Linked DNA regions of Gasterosteus aculeatus: region 2 is linked to region 1. Evidence: chromatin contacts called from public Hi-C data. All regions are on one chromosome and are shown on one strand. The core of a region is the stretch at or near the end of the contact, and the rest is flanking DNA. Distances in the headings are between cores, read along the strand shown. Region 1 has its middle 39 kb from the start of LOC120828510. Region 2 overlaps LOC120827769 (a long non-coding RNA gene).

Region 1 (2,632 bases), core at 73-2,572:
GGGAAGTTGTCAGTCAGAGTTGGCCAGTGCCGCCGGTGTGAACAGGTGTGAATGTGTCACCGTCTCCATGTTTTTAGCTGAGCTGCCTGGAAATCCACATGTTCAACAGCTGCAGGGAGAAGGTATTATATATGTGTCCCAATGGTCGGGTGGAGGGGGGTTGGGGGGGGGGGGGTGCTCCAAGGGGAGGAAGCCCTTATCCCTCCCCGTGCTTTTGGTGGATCTGTCAGCGCTACAACTCCTCAAGGTGTCAATATATTGAACCAATATGTCAGCTAAATTCTTCTCCTACAGATACAGCTTTCGTATCGGTCCGAAGGTGACCGGAGAGCTGTTGGACGGGCTCGTGTCACCGTTTGTGTCCCCTGTAAATAATCAAGTTGGTGAGATGTGATGGCAGCTGCGTTAATGGGAAAGCCTGCTTGACTTCCTCTGTGTCAGCTTCGAGGAGCTCTGGGTTTTCAGCAGATCTTTGTAATATGGCTCACTATACTATACCATACATGTACTCAGCAGTCTAAATAAAGAAATAAATGCAGCTATGTTTGATACATTTAAGAGCCATTATGCAGCATACCTGTGGAGATGGAGGGCGTAACCGTTGGCATCCAATGATTTGGTATCTTTTACCTCAATATTTGGTTTTGTTTCATAAAATATTGGCCAGCCGTAGAAGTTTTGGAAGCTTTATTCTCTGTCTGATGTTTTAATCATAATTTTTGAAGCAGCTTGAAAATTCCAAAATCTTTCACTGATCATGTCTTTATCCCCCCAAACATCTGTTAAAGTTAGAGACAAAACAAATGCAGAGGACCAAATGATCAAGAATTATACCAAAACATTTATGTAAAGCACAAACTCAAAGGAATCTCAAACTGCTGAAAATGAAGCGTTACATATACTGAAACAACACTCAATAGGACAATAAATCCCATGTGGGACCATATCAGCATACTGTTTCATGGCCTCAACCAGGTCTCCTTCTGCTTTTTTAGGGGCAAAAGGTTTAATAAATAGCTTTATAAACCAACTCTTAGCACACAGTGTGAGGTACCCGGCTATTGGTTGACATTTTGGAACTTTTGAATAGAAACTACATTAAAATAAATACATCGTGCAGAGAGCCAGTATGTGTGCAGATGCATAAAACTGTTTCTTATTAGATTTCTCTCACTGAAAACACAATTAAAAAGTCTCTCTTTTCCTTCTACAGGAGGTGTGATTTTAACAATGATTAAAAGTTGAGCCACAACTTTATTGCCTTGCAAAATTAAATAAAAAAGGTAATGTGCCTTACCTGCAGTACCAATGCCGATCAAGTGATGGCAATCTGGCTCCATTCAAACAGATTCTCATTCTGCTAGACACGTTTTAAATAGACCTCTGTCCCAGCATGTTCAGCGCAGGAAAAGGAGAATTACAATAACTTATTAAGATGTATTGACACCAGATGTGTCCTGCCCCTGTTCTTGAGATGGGGCAAAAAAGTTCAAGCACTAATTGGCTTTCTGACCAGCCAACATGGTTCATATGCAGTCAGTTGACACATGCACATGTGAATGCATACATGTATGTATGCACATATTCATTTTTTGAAGCCTCACGCTTTCCGGTTTCACTAATACACACTGGTTTCATAGAGTAGCCCTTGATGACTACTGCAGAAAATAACACATATAACACGTTTGCAATGGGTTAATACAGTGCATTTATACATTGAAGTTTTGCTTCAAGAACCAAAAATGACCTTCGGCATTGGTCACGGTCCATTTTAAAATAAACATAAGAGAAAAAGATCAATTTTAGCATCACATTTTAGTGACAATTTTAGATCAAGATTCTCTCCCATTTAAATAAATATGAATAAATAAAATAAAATAAAAACCTAAAATACAAAATTACTTATAATGAATACAGTCTCAATAACCCTGCCCACCCTTACCTACCTTCACCCAAGTTTCAATATTTCTTTTTTCACCAATTGAGTGATGGCTGTTTGATGCATAGGGGTCATAGGTTATCAGCAAGAGCCCTGTCTCTCAGATGATGTCACTGATAGCTTCTAAAAGACTGAGTGAGAGTCCTTCAACATAAACAATGGTCCCGGCCGTGACATAGATTTACATTTTTCCCCTAAACTTTTTTCATGTAGTTGTTCCACCCTCGGCTCGTCCCTGAAACAGCAGCGTGTGTGGCTTTGGTCCCCATTAATAATACACCTGTCAAAGTGTCCTTTCACTGCTCAATTGCTTCTTCAAAGTGCTCGGCCCTCCACATCAAAACCCTTTATTCTTCAAGACGTGTAATTGCGCTGCCTGCCAGAATATTGGACACACGCAGACAAACACTAACTTGATGTTATTAACTTGCGTCACATTTTTACTGCCCTTTGGCATGTATTTGGTGTATAGCTGAAGAAAGGACGTTTTGGACACAAACCAGCTCCTAGGGAAAGATTTGTTTATGTTTTGTTTTTGTTGTGTGGGTATATTATAATATCCTATTTCAGGGGAAAGCTATTGTAATACGAGAAGACATTTTACAAAGAAAAAAGGGATCCGAAAAAAAGTGGTCTGAGTCATATAATTTACTTCAGCTGTAGGTATAAACAAGCATTAAGCATCGCTTCTTT
Region 2 (2,632 bases), core at 96-2,595, 160 kb after region 1:
TATCACACAATTTATTTTATTGTGATTATTCAGTTCTCCCACGACATCTTTCCAAATTGTTTTGTGCAAGCAACTATTCAACCGCTCATGATGAAATGTAAACAAGATGAATAATGTTGATCCTTTATCACTCTACAATCACAGCCCAGTTACTAAATCACCACCTTTTATCTTCAGTGCTGCAATTTTTTACCATATTATCCGTTTCGAGAGCAGCTTTCAACACAAATCGATCACTCTGTGCTCCTGTACCGTCTGGAAACCTGCGTTAGTACAAAAGGAACCCGCTGCGTTCTCACCTCTCCAATAGAACTTTCTCTGCTATTAAATGTCCTTTCTTCTGTGACTCATTTTCATCTTGTGGCCTTGTGGTGGGTTGATTATTGGGCTTCTGCTGTTGTCTATAAACATGATTCTCCCTCAGCCAGATCATTCTGAAGCTTTATTTATGTGCATGACACACGGCTATATGTTCGTACTTAAATACAGTTTACCGAAGCTCCCTTTGCACACGCCAGGCAACCGTACAAATGTTTTCTAAATGTCTACTGATGACATTATAAGCGCTTTAGCCTTTGACCAAATTACTGACATTACTGACGACTTGGACTTTCCTGACATTGATGGTTATGGTTTTTACTTTGTTATTTGGAGGATCCCGACTGTGGAACGATGTCTATCTTGATATATTACTATAAACAGTATAATATCCACACCATTAGCCTATTTTCATTATCATTTCTCAAAACTTTACTTATAGCAAAGCGTTGACAAGTGATATGTTGCTGGGTTTCATTATCGGATCAAATCCAGCAACACGTAACATGTTCCACACTATTCAGTTCTCCCAACTAATGTGAAATTTAAAAATAATAAAAAAAAATATTATATCATATTTGATAACCAGGGTACATTTAATTGTACTTTGCTACATTAAGTAAAGAAATCAGTGGATTCCTCTTGCATGTCTCCAAACAAGGATCCAACACTGACCTCTAGTGGTTATTGAGGATTAGGACATGCCTCCGTTGCCTAAAGGCGTGTAGGTGGAAATTATATCGAAATGCTTATATATTATAACATTAAAACGTCCTCCTGAACAGGAAAACCAACGCCAGGCATTTCATATACTAACACACGTTACAATGAGTAACACAAAAAAGTATGTGAAATATAAATATTACAGTTTAGACCTTGCAAACATTCAGAAAAGACTTAATTGTATCAATTGTTTTTGCTTTCAAATTAAATGTGTAGCTCATATAGGCGGCGTGAATAAACATCTAATAAAGTTACTGTAAAGTGACCTAAATGTGGTTCCAGGGAGTGTACTATATGTTAAGAGATCCGTACAACGGTGTGATGAGTTGTACACGTACTATTATGCTTAATCTTATAATCTGTCAACAGTGCTGTTAGAGAATGTAAAATGAATTATATTTCAAGGTGAGAGACATTCCTTATTATGTAGTAATATAACAGCACAATGTAAATGTAGTGCAAAATAGGAATTATGATTAGATTCTGTGCAATTTAGGCAAACGTTTGCCTAGAATAAATACATAACTGTTTTCCATATGACCATGAATCATTCAATTTGTGATTATTAAATAGCTTCACTGTTATTATTGTAAACACAAACGTTGATTCTGTCCTTGCTCAGGTTGTCCATTGGCGCCACAGATCTTTAGTGGCAAACAGAGAATATGCGACCCAGTAAAGTATTATTCTGTCACCGCCTACATTGTCCACAAGGGCGCAGCAGACTCCAACAAATACACAAACCCCAACCCTACACTAACAGTCAACGTCAATATGTTTGTTTGGCCTGACACTATTCCACGCAGCCTATTAGCCAGTGCAGACATTTCAATCCTCATGCCGATGAAGTGCAGGATTGTCTTGTTTCTCCTTCACAGCCCGTTGGACGAGCGACGCCTCGCGATGACGGCCGACCTCCGGAGGCGTCACAGCGCTTTGCCCCAGCGGGCTTCTCTGTTTCCTCTGGTCAGGGACACAGACAGCCGCTTCCACGCTGAGTCCGTCAGAAGATCAGGGACGACCACCTGACTCACAGGCCTACACACCGGGGGGGCGCCGGGCCTCAGGGGCCTGCTGCTTTTATCGGACACGATCATTTCTGTGCACCGCTCCGACACAATTACACTTCTTGTGTGAGAAGCAGTGCAGCTCAACCTCATTCGGTCTCCCTCAAAGAAAGAAGTGAAACAGAGACATTCAAATCTGTCGCAGAGCTTTACACGGATCATCCACACTAGCACTGAGACGTCGCGTGAGGAGCCCGGTGGTCTGCTGTGTCCCGGGGAGGTCACAGAGGGAATTTCACGCTCCTCTTCACACTGAAAATGTCTCTTTTATCCTTCACACTGAGAACCAAGGAAACGGGAAGAATGAAAGGGTGGAGTGAATGGAATTGTTTTTTAAACGGGAGCAAACTCCTGAATAAGGATTGCTAACTTGTGCAGGTGTGACTTGTCAGAGTGGGGGGGGGGGAAGCGACACCCAGCAGAGTAAAGGACATATGTGGTCACCGGTTGGGTGGAAGGGGACGTATTTGAGAGGCGAAATGGGGAGAAAGGAAATTCTCCTGCCAGAAGTGTGGTCAGTTTGC

The links. A called contact is a pair of places that touch in the nucleus more often than the background predicts.
Region 2: a Hi-C map of liver shows a contact between it and region 1, with 9 times the contacts expected there. The contact joins two enhancer-like sites. A contact is called at or near these places in 5 of 6 Hi-C or Micro-C datasets (liver, skeletal muscle, tail fin and 1 more).

The regions. Positions count from the first base shown.
Region 1 is chr11:10,890,924-10,893,555 of fGasAcu3.hap1.1, forward strand. No RefSeq gene overlaps it. Among protein-coding and RNA genes, the nearest start is that of LOC120828510, 39 kb to the left of the region's middle. Within about 2 kb of position 1,323, at least 1 of the 9 cell types and tissues checked has open chromatin away from gene starts, as enhancers often do.
Region 2 is chr11:11,053,051-11,055,682 of fGasAcu3.hap1.1, forward strand. All of the region lies in intron 1 of LOC120827769 (a long non-coding RNA gene), which reads right to left. Among protein-coding and RNA genes, the nearest start is that of LOC120827769, 5.8 kb to the right of the region's middle. Within about 2 kb of position 1,346, at least 1 of the 9 cell types and tissues checked has open chromatin away from gene starts, as enhancers often do.